Linked DNA regions of Pan troglodytes: all the other regions are linked to region 1. Evidence: chromatin contacts called from public capture Hi-C data. All regions are on one chromosome and are shown on one strand. The core of a region is the stretch at or near the end of the contact, and the rest is flanking DNA. Distances in the headings are between cores, read along the strand shown. Region 1 has its middle 110 kb from the start of PHACTR1. Region 2 overlaps HIVEP1 (HIVEP zinc finger 1). Region 3 has its middle 110 kb from the start of TMEM170B.

Evidence for each region. Capture Hi-C pulls out chosen DNA fragments and counts their contacts.
Region 2: a contact with region 1 is called in a capture Hi-C map of stem cell-derived neural stem cells, with 7 times the contacts expected there. The contact joins two enhancer-like sites. A contact is called at or near these places in 1 of 7 Hi-C or Micro-C datasets (stem cell-derived neural progenitor cells), 1 of 1 datasets of contacts at active chromatin or transcription factors (stem cell-derived excitatory neurons) and 1 of 1 other capture datasets (stem cell-derived neural stem cells).
Region 3: a contact with region 1 is called in a capture Hi-C map of stem cell-derived neural stem cells, with 8 times the contacts expected there. The contact joins two enhancer-like sites. A contact is called at or near these places in 3 of 7 Hi-C or Micro-C datasets (induced pluripotent stem cells, a lymphoblastoid cell line and stem cell-derived neural progenitor cells) and 1 of 1 other capture datasets (stem cell-derived neural stem cells).

Annotation. Positions count from the first base shown.
Region 1 is chr5:18,558,487-18,562,074 of NHGRI_mPanTro3-v2.0_pri, reverse strand. No RefSeq gene overlaps it. Among named protein-coding and RNA genes, the nearest start is that of PHACTR1, 110 kb to the left of the region's middle. Within about 2 kb of position 2,109, at least 3 of the 24 cell types and tissues checked have an H3K27ac peak or open chromatin away from gene starts, as enhancers often do. A contact at or near this core is called in stem cell-derived neural stem cells, where this site is marked.
Region 2 is chr5:17,963,972-17,967,484 of NHGRI_mPanTro3-v2.0_pri, reverse strand. All of the region lies in intron 2 of HIVEP1 (HIVEP zinc finger 1), which reads right to left. Among named protein-coding and RNA genes, the nearest start is that of HIVEP1, 9.8 kb to the right of the region's middle. Within about 2 kb of position 1,999, at least 1 of the 24 cell types and tissues checked has an H3K27ac peak or open chromatin away from gene starts, as enhancers often do. A contact at or near this core is called in stem cell-derived neural stem cells, where this site is marked.
Region 3 is chr5:17,594,946-17,598,570 of NHGRI_mPanTro3-v2.0_pri, reverse strand. No RefSeq gene overlaps it. Among named protein-coding and RNA genes, the nearest start is that of TMEM170B, 110 kb to the right of the region's middle. Within about 2 kb of position 1,335, at least 5 of the 24 cell types and tissues checked have an H3K27ac peak or open chromatin away from gene starts, as enhancers often do. A contact at or near this core is called in stem cell-derived neural stem cells, where this site is marked.

The DNA of each region.
Region 1 (3,588 bases), core at 860-3,359:
AAGTCCCTTTTCAGTGAAACAAGGAATATGGTCACTTCTAGTTTGATTTATGCAGGACAATCGGAAAGATTGGGCAAAAGCTGGCTTTGGCTTTCTTTGTTTAGGCTATCTTTGGTTGAGAAAGTGGAAGGGAAAGTTCAAAGATCCAGAAATGGTAAGAAGAAACAAGAAAGCCATTAAGTTTGGTTTATTTTCTCAAGTTGATTATTTATGGCTAGTAGTCCACAGATGAAGAATTTTAATGATCGAAACCTAGAAATATGTGTTGTGCTATTTTGAGCCTGTTTCATTAAAATGTAAGACTGCTAGAGGTATGAAGAGAAACTTTTGTTGTTTAAAAATAGCATTCGATATTGACAATCTTTTCAAAGTTGCTCATAATCACCATTTAACTGAGTGGATTTTATTTCTGGATACCAAAAGATATGATGATGCTTTTGTTTCTTTTTTTGTTCCTCTTTTTACAGATAAAGCACACCCTGTCTACATGCACTTTCATTATGCTCTGTTGCAGGAAATTAGCTAACATTTGTGGAATGTGTCATCTTTTACTGCTCAAGGGTTTTGTTTTTCATCCTTTTACAGAAAGGATTGTTCTTAGCACCTTACCAAGAGCGCATCAATATAGTCACGCCACAACTGATGGGCATTGTCTGTTATATTCATAAAACAGTGTGCAAAAGGCTTCTCAGCCTTCTTTACATAATACAGCGAGTGTCAATAAACAGAGTTTTGTTGTTTTTTTTTTCCAACAAGCATAGACATTTTATTGGCCAGGTGTGGTGATTCACGCCTGTAATCCAAGTGTTTTGACAGGAGGATGGTTTGAGGCCAGGAGTTTGAGACCAGCCTGGGCAACATAATGAGACTCAGCTCTATGGAAAAAAAAAAAAAAGTAAAAAATTAGCTGGGTGTGTCTCACGTGCCTGTGATCCAAACTACTCGGGAGGCTGAGGCAGACGGCTTGAGCCCAGGAGTTTGAGGTTACAGTGAGCTATGATTGTGCCACTGTACTCCAGTCTGGGTGATGGAGTGAGACTCTGTCTCTAAAAAACAAAAAATGGACATTTTATTATCATCAGGCTTACTATGAAGACTAGCAATTGGTAACTCAAGTTCTGCACTGAAAATTTATATTTTAAGATGGTTTTTTTCACAAAAGGAGCTTTTCTTTGTCTAATATTTAAGTCAAGATTCTTGTTCCTGGCTTCAGTATCTCTGCAGTATGTTCATATATTCCTCTGTGTGTGTGTGTGTGTGTGTGTGTGTGTACATATGCATATACACATATATACTCATACCTGCATGCAGGTTCCATTGCTGTTTATCATGTAGGAATTTTTTTTCTCATCAGTGACATGGTTTAGTGACCCATCTTCATTAACTATATCACGAACATTCAGGGACACAACAAAACTAACAAGATCAGAATAAATTATTCATCCAAAATCCAGTTTTCCTTCTGGTAACCAAGTACTTAATGATCAGAACAGAGAAAGAGTCTTGCCTTTGCTAGAGGCTAAACTTAATAAATGAGACTGTTTAAATGAAAATATTCAGGATTGTAAAGGTAAAGATAAATGTTATGTTTGCTGTATTTACAGCTCCTTTGTATGATGCTGTAGCATTTAAAGCCCAATATCCATGTAGGAAATGATGAAGAAGATTGGCAATCAATTGGGAAATTGAATGGGGATGTAACTTTACAGCTGTGGGTTTTAACCAAACCCAATGGTTGTTTTACTACCAGAAGAGTGATTCTGTGGCATATATTTCTTGCAGAAAAGAAAGAGGAGGGATAAACATGTGAGTGCATGTGTCTGCGTATGACAGGGACAGAGAATAAGGAAGCATAAGAATTTTGAGATAATCAGTAGGGAGGGAAAGGGAGAGATGAGCAGGGAGGGAGATGTTAGATTGGCTGTCACAGTGAGGCTGATATTTTAATTTCTCTTTTTTATTCCCCGTGCTCATTTTGGCTCCAAGTCGCTGAGGCCGTTTCTTCATGAGTTTTAGTATTCTAGTCTAGTGAGACACACAGGGAGATGAGCAAACAAGACTTCAGTGTGAGCCCATCGATTGCTGAAGGGACCCTCGTCTGGCAACATCATTCCTGCATTTTGAGGTCAGCAGTTCTCAGGAAGCTAGGCTGGCTCAGTGCTTGGGATCCGCAGTGGAGGCTGACGCTCCCCACCAATCATCCAGTGAGCACAGGCAATTCTATCTTCCCACTGCTCTAATGATAATGCATTCCTTCCCTTTGAAACACTTAATTTTCAGATTTTGATAACTTCTGCCCACCTTAACTCCTATCAATCAGACTTTATGTAACAGCACTGTGTTTGGTTCCTGAAATGAAATACATTCTTCCGAACAGCTATAAGTGGAACAGGCTTAGAAAGAAGAGTGGATGTCAAATACTGTTTGTCATATCCTAGTAAGAAGTAGACTTTCATATGTAACACATGATCCCAGTGTAGCTTGATATAAATGGAAGATTTAAGTGAAAGAGGTCTATAATTTTGTTGGCAAAATAAAGAGAAATTTCCCTTATGTTAAGACCAAGTAGCCAAAAGTACCTCTGAAAATGGTAGACCTAATTCAATGAAAATCCCTCTGAAATTCTACCAGAGCTTTCGTGATTGTGTTAGTGAAACTCATCAGGTAAGGCTGGAGCTATGAGGATTCTCATCATTAACTTAATGGGGTTTGAGACTCAGATGCTTGAAAATGTGTAAGGTGGTTTGCTGATTTAATGTGAAACCGGAACTGTTGCCACCAGCCGCTCCTACCCACCCCATGTCCTGCCATTCCCATTGTAAGACATGTGTTAATGAGAACTGAATATCACGTGATGGCATCATTGGATCAGTTTGGGAGCCATTATCATACCACCCATGTGTGCTTGCTTTTGCAGTTATGTATTTTCTGGTGAGCAGTTGGAGTTCTTCCTTCAGTTACGAAGTGTGAGTTAATAGATGACACTCTATCCTAGACACTAGGTGGCGGCAGACTGCTGAGATAAACCATTACCCAAGGGACCGAGAGGCTCAAACCTGTTCCCCAATACTCAAAAGGCAGATGAAAATGGCAGGTGGATAAAACTGAATGGTATGAAACAACACACGCAAGATTGCAAATTTTCAAAGGCATGAATCACTATTGCATCCCCCAAAATCGTGTGAAGCTGCTTAAAGCTAACTTTACTTTCTTTAAAACGTCCTGGAGCAGTTATCACCCAATGGCCCTAATACCGTATCCAGTTTTGTTACTTCTCTGGAGCCAAAGGTAGACACCCAGATATAGCTTCTCTCATTTATCATGAAGGGTTAACTCTAAATCTGTATTGTCATCAAATCTCTTTTTTTGTTTTAAACATGTTTATAGTTGTTTTAAGTGGTAATATTTAAGTTCAAATAATTAATAGCAATATTTATTAATACAATCAGCCCAATGCTTGAGTAAAAATGCTGAAAAAAGTATAAGATGTTCAACTGTGTACAAAGCACCACTCAATGTTTTCTAAGAATATTAATTTCTTATGAAAGACTAATAATAGATTATCAATATAGTTTTAAATATTAAATA
Region 2 (3,513 bases), core at 750-3,249, 590 kb after region 1:
AGCAGTCTGTGCAGGCTTAATTTTCAAATCCATGCAAACTTTCTATACTCTTCCATGATAGATTCCGGTATTGCACATTTTTATGCTTGTCTAATACTTTAATATGTGTATACGTGTGCACACACAGACAAGTATATGTATTTTTCCCCCAAGTAAAATTCACATTCCTGAAAGATACATGTTACCCTGTAGCTTTGCACATCCGTAGGGATATATCTGTCCCAGCAGGAGAACCAAGAATAAATCAAAGAAAGATTACATTCTAAGAGGTGAAACTACCATGGAAGCATAAGAAAAATATAATTTGAGAAAGTATCAGGTATCTGTCTTTTAATACTGACTTGATTACCAAGCACAAGACAAACATTTCAGACTATTTCCCCCAGGAAGCCTAAAAAGAGGCGATGGGTTTCCTGAAAGCTCCTGAGCTGACGGCAGAAACAGTAGGGGCAAACTGGGCTGTGACTCCTCTTCTGGTCTCCCAATTTCCTCTCCCCGCATTTCTTATCTCATCGCATTAGAGATGTCTTCTAGTAAAGCAAAGCAGTGGATCACAGGTAGGGCACAACAAACCTGATATTCCAAACTGTCACAATGAGATATTAAAGATACGCTCAAAAATTAATCTCAGTAGCTGATGGTTACCTGCTTACTCTAACCCCCACATCCTTCCCAGGGCTCGAGTCCTTACAGACATTGTGAGGAGAGCAGAAGTTTCTAGGTGTCACCGCTGAGCACCAACCCCTCTGTCCCTTTGCTTACTCAGGGTTTCCCAGGGGGACCTAGAGCTTCACTCCCGTCCCCCGCTGCTGAGTGAGATACACTGGCTCAGAAGCCGCCGCTTCCCTGAAGTCTTCCCCTTCCCCATCAGAAGTCCCACTGAGGTGGCTTTAGTGTGCTTACTAGAGCTAATCTATTCCAATCTTTTCTTTAGTGGCTGTGAGTTCTTAATTACCTTAGTCAAGCAACTTTCTAAACGCTCACAGACAAGTCAGACACAATTTATTCCAAGCTCTCTTTGAAAACTTTAAAAATATCTTAAAGAAGCAAGTTTTCTTATTAAAACTTTTAACTCTACATATGAAATGCAGGCTTAAATCTGAGGGCCTTTCCTGATCTGATTCCTCCTGATTCTCCTGCTCCAGTATCCTGCCTCTCTGTCTCCTTCTCATCCCTCCTGAATAGAACTTCTTATGCTCTAGAAGTAGAGAACCATTTAAAGTTGCTCAGAGTCCCCAAGTTATTTCACAACCTGCTACCCCAGGATAAAATGCACTCACTTTGCCTTGTCAGCTTCGCAGATAACTTCCCAGCCTTAAGAACCAAATCCAGGTGTTAACTTTCCTTCCCTAAATCATCATTCTGCTTCACCCCAAACTGCGCCCCCTACAATGGGGACAAAATAATGACTTCCTATCTCTGTGGAATCTCCATACTATTCATTTCTCACCATAGTACATAGTTACATGTTTACCTATCAGCTCTTCAACTCCATTCTTCTTTCGAGACCTGTGTTTTATCATTTTATCCCTATCATAAGAACATGAAGTACATGAAGGTAGTAATGAGAGGTGACACCGTGCTGTCAGCCCTCACTCGCTCTCGGCGCCTCCTCCGCCTTGGTGCCCACTCTGGCCGCGCTTGAGGAGCCCTTCAGCCCGCCGCTGCACTGTGGGATCCCCTTCCTGGGATGGCCCAGGCCAGAGCCGGCTCCCTCAGCTTGCAGGGAGGTGTGGAGGAAGAAGCGCGGGCAGGAACCGGGGCTGCGCGTGGCGCTTGTAGGCCAGCTAGAGTTCCCAGTTGGCGTGGGCTTGGCGGGCCCCGGGCAGTGAGGGGTTAGCACCCAAGCCAGCAGCCGCGAAGGGTGCGCCAGGTCCCCCAGCAGTGCCAGCCCACTGGTGCTGTGCTCGATTTCTCGCCGGGCTTTAGCTGCTTCCCCGTGGGGCAGGGCTCAGGACCTGCAGCCCGCCATGCCTAAGCACCCCCCGCGCCATGGGCTCCTGCACGGCCCCAGCCTCCCCAATGAGCACTGCCCCCTGTTCCTAGGCGCCCAGTCCCATCGACCACCCAAGGGCTGAGTAGTGCAGGCACAAGGCGCAGGCAGCTCCACCTGTGGCCCCAGTGCGGGATCCACTGGATGAAGCCAGCTGGGCTCCTGAGTCTAGTGGGGACCTGGAGAAACTTTATGTCTAGCTAAGGGATTGTGAATACACCAATCGGCACTCTTTAACTAGCTCAAGGTTTGTAAATACACCAATCAGCACTCTCTATCCAGCTAATCTAGTGGGGACCTGGAGAACTTTTGTGTCTAGCTCAGGGATTGTAAACACACCAATCAGCACCCTGTCAAAATGGACCAATCAGCTCTCTGTAAAACAGACCAATTGGCTCTCTGTAAAACGGACCAATCAGCAGGATGTGGGTGGGGCCAGACAAGAGAATAAAAGCAGGCTGCCTGAGGCAACAGTTGCAACTGCTTGGGTCCCCTTGCAGGCTGTGGAAGCTTTGTTGTTGTGCTCTTTGCAATAAATCTTGCTACTGCTTGCTCTTTGAGTCTGTACTGCCTTTATGTGCTATAAAACTCACCGCAAAGGTGTGCAGCTTCACTCCTGAACCAGCGAGACCACGAACCTACCAGAAGAAACAAACTCCAAACACATCTGAACATCAGAAGGAACAACCTGTGGACACGCTACCTTTAAGAGCTATAACACTCACGGCGAGGGCCTGTGGCTTCATTCTTGAAGTCAGTGAGACCAAGAACCCACCAATTCCAGACACAGTAACAAACGTGCTGAGTTGAACATTTATTTGATACAGAAAGGAAAAGAGCCTATGGCCTGTAAATCTGTGTTTCTCAGGATAGTCATTTTATCTAGAATGTTATGAACATATATTTTAAATATGAAAAATGTTTAATATTTATGGCCTAATAACACCTTCAGATGAATCATGCACTCGTTCCTTCAACAAATATTTGGGCTGCCATTAGCTGCCAGGAACTGTGCTGGGCTAGGGCTGCTGCTCATCTGTATGCTGCACTTGTGCAAACTAGAACAGGGTGCCCTCCCTGGACAGATAAAGCAGGGCCCATGTCTCCAAATGCCCACCTCAGCTGGTACCCTTGGGTCTGGAGGCTTTTCCTACAGTAACAAATGAGAGTGAGTCTCTAGGGAGTTCAGATTCTAGTGAGGGGGACAGGCAAACACATTCAATTTTCAACGTTTTCTATGTGACTATAAAAAATCATATTTCCACACACCACACTTGTTCTCATGTAAATCTCCACCTCATTGAACACTGGTTACTACAATCATCAATTTGAACTTGGGCTGAGGCATCCACCTGAGGCAACAGAGATTTCTAGACAGGAAACAAGCACTATTTCCAGATTCACGGAGGCCATAAAATTGACTGCATTTTCAAAGATCACCTTATGGTGACTAGCCAAATTGATTTTACCAAAAAACATTTCAAATTAATCTATTTGATTTTTAAGTCACTTCTCCCCTA
Region 3 (3,625 bases), core at 86-2,585, 960 kb after region 1:
CAGCTCTCAGAACTGATCCCTCCTCTCTTTGGCACGTATCTCTGCCTCAGTTCCAGCTCTCAGCCCCCTCCCTGAATCCCACAGCACCTCCCAACTATGTCCCTGCCTTCAATCTGCCCCCATCATCCCCAATCCCTACATTGCTGCCAGAGTGAGCTCTCTGACATGTCTGTCCGAGGTGGTGGATATTATTGGGTGTCTCTCAGCATCATTCTGTCTTCTTCTTTAAACAGAGACTGGATTTCGTTCAGACACCTAAATCTCCCACCTTTGCCATATGCTTCTAGGAAAGCTGTCTCTTCTTCCTTTTCCTTGGGCAGGCCTGATTGATCGAAGAGTTAGCCTATCCACTTACCAGTGACTGTTTTAATATTGGTCCATGTTTCAGTTCTGGACAATGTTCTGGAAGGAAAGGTTTGTGGCTGCTTCTGGGAATGTTCTTCACTCCTTATCTGCAGGCCATGAAACGTGTAAAATTCTGCCATGACACTATCACACTGCCTTACTCATTTATGTGTTTGGATCCCTACAGAGACTGTAAGCTCATAGCGTAGGCCTTCTCTTACTCTACTCTTCATCCCACTCCTAATACTGGCACATAGTAGACCTTCAAATAACAGTTGCTGAATGAATGAATGAATGAAGGAATGATGTTTAAGTTATCAAGGGTGGTGAATCTTCCCAAAGCACTTCCTAACAGACAAAGGGACAGAGATCCTGCTCCACAATAAAAGAGCATCCACTTATTGGTGATGTTTGCTATAAATTCACATCTGTTGCAGCTGCCTTTTCCAGAACACAATGCCAGGCCAGATGTCAACCTTCTTTCCTAAGTAGGAAGTGTTTCCTAAGTCACATACACAAGAAGACCTCTCTACAGGATGTTATGATTGCCCCTTAAAGGCAGCAACAAAGCAAGGTTTTAGGACACCAGAGTCAGATGCACTTTGAACACCCTGTCTTCTCAGCAGAGGCAACATCATGTACTGGCCTGAATCATGAAAATCAACAAGACAGGTAGTACAGAAGGGTATGAACTTGAAGCAGAAGGGACCCTGGCCTCACCGGCAGGGCATTACAATTTGAAGTGGACATAAAGCATAATCACCAAAGACATTAAATTAAAAATCCTGCCTGCCCCCATAAAGCCCAGAGGACAAATTAGTAGAGTTGTATACAGGCTGCAATGGAATCATTTGCAATTAAGAGCAGTAATTTAGCTTCTGTTCCTGTAATTACAACTGCTCCTGTGTGGACAGACAGATCCCTCATTGTGTCTGGAACAATCGCAGCATTCCAAACATAAAGCAAGCCAAAGTAGCATACCCCAGGGCCGCCTCTTTCAACAAGCTATCGCTCAACAGCCCCCCGGTGCAGCCGGCTTGAGGGCCCAGTTTCCTGCCATTGTTAGCCGGTTGAGCCTGGAATTCCATCCAAATGGGTTTGACCCCTTTGCTAAACAGCAGTGCATATTTCCCTGATTAGTATATTCCTGTGTTTAGATGGGAAGTGGCAAGGTTGGGGGAGGTGAAGGGAGAAAGACAAGGAAAATAATAAGGAAAAACAACTCCATTCTATTCATACAATGATGATAGCAACCTGGAACTCTGGCTTCATCTACAAGTGTAATATCCTTGCTACTCATGCATAAATAAATATTCATCCATCAAAAATTCTGTGTTATGTGCATGCAATAGACTAACCAGGCTAGGAATGAGCATGCACACCTGACTTCATTAATAAGCAGTTATTGCTATGAGGGGGTCTGTTTATTCTAAGAACATGCAGAAAATTATAAACTATAATCTCCTTGTGGTTGTCCTTAATTACGTGAGTTCTGTTCCTCAAGGATATTTCCTTCTGACAATGACACTGAAGAGGGGCCTTTTGGTATTCGGCAGCTGGAGTGATTCCTGGATATATAGGACTGCCCTTCTCCACACCACATCTTCTCCCACCGTACCCTACTTCCTGCTGTTTCGTCTAATGCTACAGTTTCTATCCATTCATTTTGCCTTTTATATTAATCTGGAATTCCCTCTTACAGATCACTTCACCGTGTATTCCTTAGCAAACATTTTTATCACCACGTTTATTAATGTCTATTTGTTAATGACCCAAAGGCAGAGAAAAAATAATTCACCGTTTAAAGTCCTATGAGATTATCAAAATTAAAAACATATATGATTTAAAGACACCATCAAGAAAGTGAAAAAGCTCATAGAGTGGAAGAAAAGTTTCACAAATCATACATTTAATAAGGGACTTGTATCTAGAATATATAGGGAACTATGACAACTCAAGACAAATAACCCAGTTGAAAGCAGGCAAGAAGCTGAACAGACATTTTACCAAAGAAGACATACAAGTAGCCAGCAAGCACATGAAAAGACGTTCGGTGTCATTAGCCCCCAAGGATCAATCAAAACCACAATAGGATACCACTGTTACGTGCGGGTCTTTGTTCTTAGAGCTCCCAAGATATGGCGGGCCACTCTCAAGAGGGGGGCAAGCCTCTTATTCTCTGACCTGGGGTTCTTGGCCTCACGGATTCCAAGGAATGGAAGCTTGGGCCATGCGGTGAGTGTTATAGCTCTACTAGAAGCCGTGAGTCACAGAAGAGAACCCCGGAACCCAGCAACTAGCGTTCAGCTCGATTAGGATGAACCCTGGGCCCTTAGCCATGCAGGAACAATAGCGAGCCTCCAGCCCGATTGGGAGCGGCAATGGGCATCTTGCTGGATCAGAAGCACAGCGGACAACCTGACGGATCCAGAGGGGTGGAAGTCAGCGGCGGGTCTGTGACGGCGGCAAACAGCAGTAGTGGACCGCGAACGAAAGCTCAGCTCGAGCCATAACAAACATGGACCAGAAGAGTGTGCAGTTGCAAGATTTAATAGAGCGGAAACAGAGCTCCCATACAATAGGAAGGGACCCAAAGGGGGTTGCTGCTCCCTGCCCGAATGCCTGGGTTTATATCCCGATCATTGTCCCTCCCCCTGTGCTCTCAGGAGATATATGATTTGACTATTTCTTTATCCTCCTGCTTTAGCCTAATTTATATTTTAGTGAGCCCTCTTTACTACCTGATTGGTTGGGTGTGAGTTGAGTTACAAGCCCAGTGTTTAAATGTAGGTGCGGTCACCTTTCCCAGCTAGGCTGTGGAATTCTTAGTCGGCCTAAGAAATCTGGCTAGTCCTGTCTCTCACCACTTCACACCCACTAAAATAACTCTAACAGAGAAGACAGATAATAACAAGTGTTGGTGAGAATGTGGAGACATCAAAACTCTAATATGCTGCTGATGGGAATGCAGAATGCTGCAGCTGCTTTGGAAACCATTCTGCAGTCAACCAGTCTGGCAGTTCCTTGAATGATTAAACACAGAGTTACCACAGATGCCAGTAATTCACCTCCCAGGTATATACCCAAAAGACATGACAAACATGTCTACACAAAAACTTGTACACAAATGTGCATAGCAGCATTATTCATCATAGCAAAAAAGCACAAAGAACCCAAATGTCCATCAACTGATGAAAGGATAAATAAAATGTGGTATGTCCATACAATGGAATATTATTCAGCAACAAAAAGAAATGAAGTATAAATACATGCTACAACA